Regions from separate parts of the Sus scrofa genome. Here regions 1 and 2 are each linked to region 3. The links are chromatin contacts, called in public HiChIP or PLAC-seq maps. All regions are on one chromosome and are shown on one strand. Each heading gives the region's core, a stretch centred on a gene start, on an enhancer-like site or on the middle of the called end of the contact. The rest is flanking DNA. Distances are from core to core; before and after follow the strand shown.

Region 1 (4,340 bases), core at 974-3,473, 54 kb after region 3:
GGACGCGTGTCCGGCCTAAGGGGGCTAAGGAAGGCGTGTCTGGAGCGGGATTCACCGGGCGGGCTGGGCGCAGCACGGGGGAGGCTGGTGCAGCGCCCACGACCACCCCAGGAGGGAGGTCCTGACACTGGGCACAGAAAGACGCGTGGGGTTAGGGCAACCGGCCCAGGGCCCGGCAGGGTGGGACGCAGTGGGCCTGGGGCTCCACGTCCCAGCAGGGTCCCAGGAGCGGGTCAGAGCGGGGCACCCGCAGGGCCGCTGCGCGCAGGTCGTCGTCCGCTCTAAGGCGCCGCTGGGCGGGCGTGGAAACCCGAGGGCAGAGCCGGCGCTTCGCAGGAAGTCCTTGCGGAGGCCGCGAAGGATCGGGCAGACAGGCATGAGCGACGGCAGTGTTTGTCCCGAGGCTGTCCCGGAAGCCACCCTTCAAGACTGCGTGGGAACCCCAGACCCACTTGGAAGTCTTCGTATGGATCCTGCGTGCGCCGCGTTCGGCGGGGCCGAAGGGGCTCGGGGTCGCGGGAAGCGCCCGCGCTGGGATTTTCCCCGCCCTGGGCGTCGGTGCCCGCGGCGCCCCAGCTCCACGAGAAACCCCGGCGGGCCGTGAGCGCCCTCGCGCGACGGAAGAATTGCCTGGCGCCGCGCGCGCGAGAGCTGGGTCTGTCCGGGCATCACCAAGGCCACCTAGTCCAGCCGGGAGGCCGACAGCCCAGGGAACAGAGGAGATACGGCAGAGCTCTGGGAAAGGCAGAGCTGCCGAGGGTGCGGGGCCTCCCCGGAGACCAGAGCCAAGGGTAGCCTTTCCTGGAAGACCGGGAACCAACGCAGCCCCCCTGGGGAGGTAGGGGCTGCTGTAAACAGAAGGGGCTCCATTCCGGCCAAGGGTGGAGGGCAGGGCTGGAGCCCAGGTGGGGGTGGAATTTGGGGGGATGGATAAGGGGGCTGTTGGGGGGATGTGATAGGGAGAGGAGTTGGCCAAGAAAACACTTCCGTTTGGAGCTTGGGCCCCTTCCTGAGTGAGGGCTGCCATTCCTTCCGAAGGGGACTGTACTGCTGGGGTGGGCGGGGGCAGATTGGGATGGGAAGCAAGGCTTCCACTTTGGGATCGCCACAACTTCAGGTGGAGACCCAGAGAGGGGTCAGGCTGCAGGTGCAAATGTCAGGGCAGCAGGGTGTGGCCTGGTCGCCGAGGGAGATGAAGGGACAGACACAAAGAGAGGGGGCCCAGGGATTTAAAGAAAGTCCTAACAGATGCATTTTGCGGTAGCTGGACAATCTTTTCCTTTGAGAAAGCACGGGCTGCCGGGAAGAGGCAAGAAGCAACCCTGAGGTTGAGGCTGTCCTGCAGGCTCTGGGGGTGGCTAGGGGCAGAGATCACTGCCAGGTGGGGGGCTGGTGAGCAAAGGAGCCAGGAGCCAAGCCAGGGTCTCCCTGCCCGCCATCTCAGGAAACGAGGCCGGATGGAGCAGAGCATATACCTGTGTGTTGAAGACACCAGTGTCTCTGCACCAGCTGCCAGGAGATCATTCCTCCAGCGAGCTGAGTTAGCTCTCTGCCTGTGTGTGCCCAGCAGTCACTACCTCTGTGCTGTCTGTCCTTAGTTCTCCCCACAGCAGTAGAACCAGAGACCATCGCGTGACATTCCCCTAAAGAAGTTGTAGCTGCCACCAGATGGGGGGCACACGACTAGGTGGTGGGCTGGGTCTTCACCATCCAGAAAGCCTCCCAGAAGTTCTCTCCTCTTGCTCACAGCTGGACAAGAGGTTCTAGCCACAGGAACCTGATCTGCAGGTTTTGGTTAGACACCCACCCTGGCCACTGCGCAGGTGGTGATAGCGGGGCCATTGACAGAGTTGGGGTACTGAGCTTGAGAGCTGGTTTCTGGGTTTCTTCCAGGGGCACTTCTGTAAAGTCGCCCCTGTAAGTCCTGGCCTGATGTCTCTGAGGTGCCCCCAGCCCCCAGTCTTCCCGCTACTCCCGGGCATCTCTGACAGGCAGAAGCAAACCCAAGTTTGTTGTGTATTTCAACAAGCGTGAACCCCCCCAGCGCTGTGTCCATCACTCCCCAGTTATCAAGGCTGCACAGATTCCGACAATTAGCCGCCCCCGCCCCGGGAAGCCGGGCAGGGTCGGAGGCGGGACCCCTCGGCCCCGCTCCTCCAGCTGCAGCCGCGCCCTTCTGCGGCTCCGTCCCGCCCTTCCGGTGGCCTGCGCGTCGGGCGCGGGGAGAAGAGCGGATCCCAGCGGCCGGGCTCCTGTTTCCGCCGGGCCCCCAGCACGCGGGACCGACTTCCGGGGGCTTGTGGCGCGTGTGCCCGCGGCTTCCGGCGGGCTGTGGGTCTCCGCGGGCGAGATGGGGAAAGTGCGCGGCTTGCGGGCTCGGGTGCACCAGGCTGCGGTGAGGCCCGCGGGGGAGGCCGCGCCCGGCCCCGCGCCCCCCGCCCGGGAGGCGGCCCCTCCGCAGGCCCCGGCCGGCGGCGTCGGGGCGAAGGTCAGCTGGGGACACCGCCGGCGGTGGGGGGGGGGGCAGAGGTGCGGCGCACTGTGCGGCCTCGGGGGTCCCGGGCTGGCTTTGTGGGCGCCCCCCAGAGCCCGGGACCGCGGCCCGGGCCGTGTTGGCTGCGCGGCCCGCGGGCCTTCCCGGTCCGCGGAGGGTCGTGGCCTCCGTGGGCCCCGAGGCTCGGCGCACGGGCGCGACGGCCCGGGAGGGGTCGGCTTGCTCCGCGCCTGGCGCCGTGCGGGGAAGGACCAGAAGCCGGCCACGGCCACGGGCAGAAAGGCTGCTCGAATGCGGCACAAACAGCTCCCGGGAAAGGAAAGGGAAGTCCCAGGGTCATCAGAAAACGAGGAGCAAACTGAAGAGCCCCTGTGCCCCGTGCCCAGCCCTCCCAGCCCTAAGCAGCCGCCCATCTGTTCTGTGCATTTCGCATGGATGGAGTCCTAGAGATTGTGGCTTTCGCGTTGGGCTTCTCGCATTTAGCGTGGTTTCAACGTTCCTGCAGGTTGTATGACTATCACCCTTCACTCCTTTTTATGGTGGAAAATGTTCCACTGTGTGGTTAGACCATGTTTTATCACGGGCTGACCCGGAGCTGCCTGGAAGCATCTGCCGGTGTCTGTAACCAAGGGGCTCCTCTGGGGATTGTGGACCAGTCTTGTTGGTTTGTGGGGCCCATGGCTTTGGGCTAGTAGTGCTAAGGAGAACAGCTATGCTGTGTGCCAGGCCGTTTACATTGTCATAATCACGCCGACTGATTTTGCGGGGAAAAACTGAGAGATTAAATAAATTACCAAGGACACTTGGCTGCTGCTGTTTGAACCCAGGATCTGGCCCCAGTGCCCAGGCTTTCATAACAACGTTTTTACCCCCTAATATAATTGTGTTAATTTCTTGCATTTTATCTTGTGTAATTGATTAAAGAGCTAGATTTTCATATATGCATTATAAACTTTTTGGGTGTATTTCCCATGATATGTAATTTTTAAATTTTTTTTTTTTTTTTTTTTGTCTTTTTTAGGGCTGCACTCACGGCATAGGGAGGTTCCTAGGCTAGGGGTCAAATCGGAGCTGTAGCTGCCAACCTACACCACAGCCACAGCAACGCTGGATCTGAGCAGCGTCTGTGACCTACACCACAGCTCATGGCAACGCTGGATCCTTAACCCACTGAGCGAGGCCAGGGATGGAACCTGAGTCCTCATGGATTCTAGTTGGGTTCATTCACTGCTGAGCCACGTGGGGAACTCCTATAATTCTTAATTTTTAAATTGATGCATATTTGATTTACAATGTTGTGCCAATTTCGGTTGTGCCAAGTCACAGCAGAGTGACTCAGTCATACACACGTATACATTGTTTTTTACATTATATTCTATCGCGGTCTATCCCGGGACGTTAGAAATAGTTCCCTGTGCTATACGGTAGGACCTTGTTCTAAGTGTAGAAGTTGCATCTGCCAACCTCAAACTCCCCTTCCTCCTTGGCAACCACAAGTCTGTTCTCCATGTCTGTGAGTCTCTTTCTGTTTTGTAAGTGGTTCATTTGCGCCTTATTTAATTTAATTTAATTTTAATTTTATTTTTTTCCTTTTAGGGCCCCACCCATGGCATACGGAAGTTCCCAGGCTAGGGGTCCAGTAGAGCTGGACCGGCCTGCACCACAGCCACAGCAATGCAGGATCTGAGCTGAATCTGTGACCTACACCACAGCTCATAGAAACACCAGATTCTTAACCCACTGATCGACGAACCTGTGTCCTCACGGGTACTAGGCAGGTTCATTACTGCTGAGCCATGATGGGAACTCCCATTTGTGCCATATTTTAGATTCCACATATAAGTGA
Region 2 (3,972 bases), core at 1,209-3,708, 37 kb after region 3:
CTGAAGAGCCCTCCGACCCCACGGTGAGCACCCCAGGTCGGGGAGGGCTCCTGGGGGTGCTTTCCCACCCCACCTTGGGGGCGGGGTGGGGGCAGAGCCATGGGTTCCTGCTCTGTGTGTTTTGGAGGCGGTGAGGTGACTGGCTCCTATTTCGCTTGCCCCCTCAGAGCCGTGGGGCCGTGGCACCCCACACCCAAGCCCACATGACAGCTCGACCTGGGCCACTTGGGAGGCTTTGCAGAGCAGGGATGGGCCAGGGCTCACGCAGAAGCTGGGGTCTGCTAGGCAGCTTGGGGTCTAGGCAGCTTGGGGATTTATTGTGCCCTGCCACATCCCCAAGAAGCCCACTTGCCAGGAGTGGGAGCGACTGGAAAACGCAGGCCCACTGAGGACTCCTCTCCACCAGCAGCCCACTCTGCCCAGGAGGGGGAAGCTTGGGGTGGGGCTGGGGGCCCTTTTGTGTAGGGCTCAGCAGGCAGCATCAGGTGGGGGGGGTCCACAGCACCCCAAGCTGCCCGCTGCCGTGCACACACTCCACCAGCCCGACCGTGACCCCCCCATGCAGAGACAAGGCCCCAGTGGCCAGGTGGGGGACGGCGGCAGCACAGCTGGGACAGGCAGGTGTCGCCGTCCCCGGGCCCCTGGGACTCGACACCCACTCCATCGGGTCTCAGCTGCCCGCACAGGCGGGTCTGGGGCAAGATGGGAACCAACACCCACTTCAGGCCCAGTTTGTGCAGAAAGGAACACAGGCACTGGCCAGGGTCAGCATCCCAGCCCTGCTGCCGGGTGGTGTCACCCAGACGTCACCATGAAGCCGCCTAGCCTGGGGAGGAGAGCACAGGAATGGGGGGTCTCGGCTGGCCTGGCTGACCCCTTGGGGACACAGATCTCTAACCCCTGGCAGCTGCCCCATGACATTGGCTGAGGCAGGACCGCGGGGCCCTCGTGATGACAGCTGTGCAGAACAGCCAGGCCCTCCCCCGCCAGGGCGCCTTCCAGAGCTGGGAGGCCTGAGTCACACAGGGCCACCATGGGCCCTGAGCCGCCCCACCTGCAGGGAAAGCATCTGCCCACGGCCCGTGAGCTGCCGACCGCGCCTGGGTCTGAGCCGAAGCTGCAGGGCCTCTTACACAGGCTCGCCTCGCCCGAGGCCCCGCGCCTGCACTCCCCAGGGATGGGAGTTTTGATGATAATTTGCAGAGCCCACTGAGCGTAAACGACCGGCCCATTTCTCAGATGGGAGGCCAGCCCGTGTCACACCCTCCAGGCAGAGCAGACAGGCCTCCCCTGTCCCCGGCACAGCGGCGCCTCCAGGGAGCTTGCCCAAGGCACCCGGCTGCATGGGCTTCTGCCCTCCTGAAATCTCCAAGTAAAAATGTCACTTGTCCCCAGCCTACAGCTGACACCAACTGGAGGCAGACGGATCCGCCCAGATTTTAGCTGAGAACCTGGGCTGGTGGGGAGGGTGCTGGTGGCTGGCTGGGCCCCTCGGGAACTGTCTCTCCTCCCTTGGGGCAGAGCCGAGGGCCACCAAGAGCCCCTCTCCGACACCTGTCCTGGTTCTCGGGCTTGGCTCACCTCCTCCCTCCCGGGGGCCTGGGTGTGGGAGGTGTCAGTCACAGACCCAGGGTCGGTCCCCCTAAGACTCGACAGTCACCCAGCGTTTCCACATAACTAGGCCAGAGTGCGTCACCCTTCGGGAATCCTGGAGAAGCAGGGGCCCCTCCACCAAGACAGGGCACGATGTGTGCACACACACTCACACACACGCTCACACTAACACAGAGGCGTGAAGAGAGCAGGGCTCAGGCAGGAAGAGGAAGGTGCAGCTGGGGTGGCCCAGAAGCCCTCCTACACAGCCCGCTGTGCACCCACCCCGACCCTGCCAGGGCGGTCTGGCCTGCCTCCCCTCCCCCCGGTCTCCTCTGGGCTCTGCCAGGCCCCGCAGCTCCCACGTCGGGGGCTCAGCAAATGCCCGGAGAGCCCCTGTACTGGGCAGCCCAGGCCTGAGGCCCCGCACGTCCTCCCCTGCTGGGCCCGACTCCTCAGTTCCATCTCTCTCCTCCAGAGCTGCTCAGCTCGCGGAGGGCTCAGCACTCCTCCCCGCCGGATCTCAGCCCAGGGGGCTGGAGTGGACGCTGCAGCATGGGCGACAGGGATCAGGACCACCAGAGCCCCTGTAGGCCGGGCCCCTTGGAGCTGCTCCCCTTGGGGACAGCAGCAGCCCCAGCCTGGGCACCAGCCACAGCCTGGGGACTGGCCTCAGGGCAGAGCTCCCCTCCAGAAAATCTAGCCTGACTCAGGCAGTTCTCTGTCCGCTCACCTGCTTGATGTCCTGGAGACCTCAGCAGGGGGTCCCGGCTGGGCTGGGGGGCTTCAGTTCCACCCTTTAGCAGGCTGGGTCTGCTGCGCGTCTGGGAAGACACCCGCCCGCCAGAGGTCCTGCTGGCGAAGGCGCGATGCTTCCTGTTCTGCGTTAGCTCTTGGAGGAAGTAGTTACATGTGGCCGATTGCACCACATGTGCCCCCATCAAGCCCCGGGCTATCAGGAACAAGCACCTGAGGGGGCCAGGGACACGCTTCCCATCGCAGGGAGCTGGAGCGGGGCTTCTGGCACTGCGGGAGCCCCTACCTGCCTGCAAGGGACACAGACCTTGCAAGGCTGAGCCAGGGGTGACACTATTGGAGCACATGGGAGGGGAACGCATCCTTCAAAGAAGCACCAGGCCTGGGGAGTCAAACTCAGCCATGGGAGCCAGAAAACAGCCCGCCGGCTAAGGGCAGAGAGAGAAGCCGGAGAGCAGATCGGCCAGCGGGATTGTGAGGACAGAGGGGCCGGACAAGGCCAGGGGAACGTGGGCTCCGAGAGGCCAAGCTCTGTGGGTGCAGGTGCTCAGGGGAGAAGGTGAACGGACAGAGGCGCTCGCCCCGTGGCCGAGTCCTGCCTGAGCCCAGGGGGAGAGAGAGCCGGGGCGCCGAGGCCGCCGCTTGGCTTGGGAGGAAGAGAGACCGTCCTGCTGCCCGGCGAGCTGTGGTGCTGTTCCTGGATGGGGGCTCCGTGGAAAGAGAGCACTTCAGATTCAGCTCAGAAGGAAGGGCAGGAGACCCACCGACTAGACCCGCAAAGAGCCAGAGCGCGGCCGCCTTCGGGTGAGCCGGGACCCAGAGGCATAACCACCTAAACACTGCCGGCAGGTGCACCTCAGGACCCAGACGGACCTTTAAATCCCAGCAGGATCCAAGCGCAGGCGAGGCAAAGGCGACCCAAGAAATGAGAACGGTTGGTCAGGCCTGAGGCTCTGTCGCTGCAAACATAGTCGTAAAAATGTTCTCGAATCTGAGACACAAATCAGCTGTGCAGACGCTCCGGGGAGCCTGCTGCTGCCTCTGATGCTCCTCGCTGGACGTTTGGATGGGAAAGGTGGGCTTTTGTGTGTGACCACGATGAAAAGTCTCCTAAGGAACGGAAATAGGAAGCCTACAGGTGAAGAAAAAGAAAAAAAAGTGAGACGTCTTTTTTTGTAAAGGCAAGGTTAACAGAAAAAGCCAGAAGGATGGCGAGTTGAGAGCACGTAATTACGCATCAGGAATGACCTCAAGGGCTCCGGAGAGTCCAGCTTTCTGGTGTCACAGTGCTTCGGACAGTCCCCTTCTCCCTCTGCGCATAAACCGTCTTGATGCGTTTTAAAAATAGACAGAACAAGGAATTCCCATGTGGTGCAGCAGGTGAAAGATCCAGCTTCCCTGCAGCAGTTCAGGTCACTGCTGTGGCCCGGGTTTAGTCCCTAGCCTGGGAACTTCAGCGGCCAAAGGCAAAAAACCCACAAGTTTTAATTAAATATTCTCTCTCAGGGGAGCTTCCTCCTTATGGAACTATTCCAGAAGGCACTGTGAAGGGGGAAGGATCCACCAAGAATGTGCCTGTGTCACGCCCGGCGGGGACTCAAGATGGAGCAGTGACTGTCACTG
Region 3 (4,395 bases), core at 568-3,067:
GACTCCTACCCCGCCCCCCCCGCTCCCGAGAGCCAAGCCCTTGTGATGAGCCTTTCCCACAGCTGCACACATCCTGTGGGCTGGCTCTCCTGGGAGCTCTGAGGGACACACAGAGCAAACGTCCACGGTGTGGCTGCATTCCTACGGCATGACAAGCATAAACTCTCAGACCAGCCCACTCTCCGCGGGAAGGGGGCTCAGTGCTCACTGTGGCTGGAAAGGAGCTGCTTTGCTCCTGAAACACGAGTCTGGCTTAACTCCCAGACTGTCACAGGACCCGGCCGTGTGAAAAGCAAGCAGCCAAACACACGAGGGGGCGTTTCCCGCCACACCCACTCTCACAAAGCCAGAGTCCATCCCGGAAGGCCACCAAGGAGAGGGCCTGGTCTCCTGCCTCACACCCACCCAGTCGGGTAAAAAGAACTCATAATACATTCGTGCCGAAAACACATTCTGGACCTAAAGCTCCCCATTCTGCGCGACCTGACTGCCGCGCCACAGAGGTACACGTTAGTGCGCTGGGAAGCAGACGAGCAGGAACTCAAGCAGCCTTGCGCTGGAACAAGCAGCCCATAAGGTCACAAAGCGGACAGGTGCTTGGCTGTGCTGAACCGAAGCTGACCAGCCAGGGCTCTGCTCTCCACGCCTGGTGATCGCGGGACGCCCCATCCCCAGCTGCTCCTGAGATTTCCACCACCTTCCAGCAGCCAGGTCCCTGGAACTCCTGTGCCCTCTTATCCCATGCTCCCCTCACCCACCCCCAAGCACTCTGCTAGTTCCTGGTCAGTCTCCCAGGAAGTCTGGTTCTCCACCTGCCAGCCGCCACCCGGCCCAGCACCTGACACAGGTGGTACCAAGAATAGGTGGGATAAACCAAGGAAGGCTGACAACGGCTGCGGGTCTGGAGAGCGAAGAAACCCAGCCTCAGGGTTAGTTCAAGCCCTGGCCACTCTCCCCGGAGCTCCCTGGAGAGGGGGTCTACTGGGCACAGAGGGCGTGGGTGGGGGCCTGCACACAGGCCTCCCCGGAGTCTGAGCAGAGCGGAGCAGAGCCCCCAACACACCAGCCGCGCCCTCACAAGGGCTGGGCCCCTGGACTCCGGGCGGCTGACCCGCCAAGGGACAAGCAAGCTCCCAAGCCCTGCTCCCACCACCCCACAGCGCTCTCGGAGAGGGTCGTGGCGAGGTTAAGGAGCTGACCGTGCTCTCGGGCCAGGCCGCCCGCACGCTGAGCCAAAGGGCCGGCACGCAGTCTTCCCCCAGCCCCTGCTGCCCCGGCCGGACACTCGGGTGGGCCCCTGGCGGCCCCCGCAAACCGCACAGGCCCTAGGCAGCAACCTCTCGCCCCCCCCAGCACCCTCGCTTCCGGGCCTCTCGACCTTGTGCCCCCTCGCTCCTTGCCCCAGACCCCGCGCTCCCAGGGCCCTTTGATCCCCGCCCTCCCCTCGACCCCGACCCCGACCCCGCGCTCCCCGGCCCCTCGACCCCCGCCCCCTTCCTCCCGACCCCGCCTGTCAGGCCTCTCGACCCTGCGCTCCCCGGGCGCCTCGACCCTGGTCTCCCTCCCGACCCCGTGACCCTGACCCCGCGCCCCCCGGCCGCCCTCACCCTGCGCCGAGGCCGTCGGCAGGAGCAGTAGGAGCAGCGCGGCGCCGCCGAGGGCCAGTGCCCAGCGCAGCGTCGGCCCGCGGGCCCCACTGGACGCCATGGTGGCTTTGGTGCCGCTGGTCAGTCGTCGTCTGCGGCCGGACCCACCCCACTGGGACCCCGGCCAGGCGCCTCTGCCCGGAAGAGCCGCGCGCCGGAAGTGGGCGGGGCGACGGTGGAGCAAGTGCGCAACAGGAGGCCCCGCCCCCTCGCCCTACGGGCCCCGCCCCCTGCCTCTCGCGGGCCCGCCTCCCCGCTCCGCGCGGAGCTCAGTGCGCCTGCGCGACTGGGAGGGGCGGCCAGTCCCGGGCTTGGCTTGGCCCTGACCCTGGAGGGGTGGAGAATCCGCCTCCGGGAGTAGAGCTGTAGCGGTGTGTCCTGGAATGGCCCCGAGGGCGGTGCCTAACCAGCGTCCTCGGCTGCATAGCCAGCGTGCTCGGCCCCGATCCCCGCCCGGAGGGCCTCCCCCGCCCCCGGGCACCCGCGTCCCCGGACGCCCATCACCTCCGCGAGTGGAGCCTGCGGGCCGGGGACCAGTGTGCAGCGGCCGGCTCCTGGGAGGTCTGCAGCCGGAGGGCGTCGCGAAATGATAACAATACATATTGCAAGAGTCCAGTTACTTTCTTTTTAAGATTGTGTTTCCATAGTCAAAGTGGAACGGGACTTTGGGAATCGCACAGGGAAGCGATCCAACCCCTAAGCTTCCTGGGGTCACTGACTGGCGGCTTCCTGGACCAGCCTGATAAGAGCACCTCCCCCCCTAGCAGCACTGCCGGGGGGGGGGGGGGGGGGGGGGGGGGAGAAAGAGAAAAAAAGGGGGGGGCAGGGCTGGAGCGGCTGCCGCGTGCTCTCTCTCAGGGCCTCAACATCATGTTCCGGCTCCTGTTCCACTGCTGCCCCACACCTACCTCAACCCTGGAGGGGCTGCGGAGGAATCCAGGCAGTGGGCTTTGCAGTCTAACGTGGGGTCCAGCTGACCCCAGAGAGGGCTGTGCAGTCGGCCGTGATTGGGGCACGGCTCCCTGTCAGCATGGCCTGCCCTTCCCCTCTGCCCACATTGCTCGCCCCGAGACAGCCCAAGGTGGGTAGAATTTCACAGGCCCTCACCCCATTGGGTCTGTGTGGAGGACTCCTTGGCCTGGAAGACAGAGCTGGTTGCCCTGTATTTGTGCCTCCTGCAGTGCGGAGGAGCCAAAGGCGGCACCACCTCCTCCTGCCCGGTCAGCAGTGGGGGGCGTGGGTGTGGGAGATGCCAGCCCTGCCAGGTCCTCCCTCCAGGACCTCAGCTTCCATGAGCTTGAGTGCCTCAGTTCAGCTCGGCCGGATGGAGTAGGACAACCACACAGGCCGGTGTGGAAGTCCCTGTGAGGGACCACAGATAGGGAAGGGACTTCGGGAGACCACTGTGCCTTAATGACCGCTCAGGACAGCCGTCAGAAGAGGTAGGCTTGGCTAGTGGAAGCACAAGATATGCCTCTGGTCCTTGGTGGGGAGTGGGGCGGGGCCTGCTTTCAGGCTTAGACCAAGGGCAAGAGTTTAAGGACCACCCTTCTGCTGAGCTGAATGAGCACCTAGTTTGACCTTATAGGGTCAAACGCTCTCTCACCAGACACCAAGGAGGAGCTACCACTCCCAGAAAGAGGAAGAGGCCGTCTTTTCCCACCCGCACTCCACCTGGATTATAAAACTATAGCCCACCGGATGGTGCCGGCCGCTTGTATTTCTCAGGAGCGTCCCCATACATCTCGCTCTCGCCTATCGCTTTGTCTCTCACCGAATTCCTTCTGTGCTGAGACACAAAGAACCTGAACCTCAGGAAGTCCAGATACCAGGTGAGTGATTCTACTTTAAAATTGGAGGTTGACAGGTCGGGGCCCAGCGTCAACGTCACTGCCCTTCCCTTCTAGGGCAGACCCAAGCTAGCCCAGGTCCCGCTGGTGCCGGACGGCAGTGCGGGAAGGCAGCCTCGTCGTCGTCTTGGGCACAGTGACTGCAGGTCTGATGAATGCGGCATGGTTTCACAGGAATGTCTTCCACTTGGTTCTCGGTCCTTCGTAGAGGGGACAGGGTGCCTTCCTGTCCATGTGAGACAGCAAAGGGCCCTTGACTGCAGTGCACTGTCCCCCCACCTCTTCCAGTTCAAATACTTCATATCTCTATTTGGTTTGGATGTTCCGTTATAGAAAAAGATGGTTAAAACTCATGTGCCTTTGGAAGCAGAGTAAATACCAGCCTGGGCTTAGCACCAGGGCCACAGAAAGCCACATTTTTTTTCCTCCTAACAATCGCACAATTTACTGGTGTCTGAAGGACACTGTGCATTTGTAAACATTAACCAAGACGCCGTGAACACTGCTGCGTCTTAAACGGTGCCATCAGCAATGGCATTTTAAAATACAACTAAACTTTGACAACGTGGACGTTCAAAAGAGTACTCGGTGACTAGAGCCCACGTCTGCTTGAAAAGGGGGAGGCAGGGACAGCATTATTTAACTCACCCGCTCAGTTGTCAAAGAGCTGCGAGCTGATAGGAAAGACCCCAAACCACACAGGGTGAGAAAACATGAACCACAGTGACTTCGGAGAAGCAGAATGATTGCTCTGTTTGCAACCTGGAATTAAAAGAACGTATAGTTTTTCCAAGAATAATGATCAAGGAATTAGGAGTTCCCATCATGGCTCAGTGGTAACAAACCCGACTACTATCCATGAGGATGGGGTCCGATCCCTGGCCTCACTCAGTGGATTA

The links. HiChIP or PLAC-seq counts read pairs in DNA pulled down with a chosen protein or histone mark.
Region 1: a contact with region 3 is called in an H3K27ac HiChIP or PLAC-seq map of alveolar macrophages. The contact joins the promoter of FAM207A here to the promoter of PTTG1IP in region 3. A contact is called at or near these places in 1 of 5 promoter capture datasets (liver), 19 of 47 Hi-C or Micro-C datasets (alveolar macrophages, blood, epiblast stem cells and 7 more) and 2 of 2 datasets of contacts at active chromatin or transcription factors (alveolar macrophages and skeletal muscle).
Region 2: an H3K27ac HiChIP or PLAC-seq map of alveolar macrophages shows a contact between it and region 3. The contact joins the promoter of ITGB2 here to the promoter of PTTG1IP in region 3. A contact is called at or near these places in 1 of 5 promoter capture datasets (liver), 10 of 47 Hi-C or Micro-C datasets (blood, fetal heart ventricle, heart right ventricle and 5 more) and 2 of 2 datasets of contacts at active chromatin or transcription factors (alveolar macrophages and skeletal muscle).

The regions. Positions count from the first base shown.
Region 1 is chr13:207,558,657-207,562,996 of Sscrofa11.1, forward strand. FAM207A (protein FAM207A) reads left to right here and starts at 2,224. Exons shown (of 6, transcript XM_013990227.2): 1 at 2,224-2,488. The coding sequence starts at 2,351.
Region 2 is chr13:207,541,650-207,545,621 of Sscrofa11.1, forward strand. It overlaps ITGB2 (integrin subunit beta 2), which reads right to left and starts at 2,459. Exons shown (of 16, transcript NM_213908.1): 1 at 2,327-2,459.
Region 3 is chr13:207,505,272-207,509,666 of Sscrofa11.1, forward strand. It overlaps PTTG1IP (pituitary tumor-transforming gene 1 protein-interacting protein), which reads right to left and starts at 1,818. Exons shown (of 6, transcript XM_003359011.4): 1 at 1,608-1,818. The coding sequence starts at 1,707.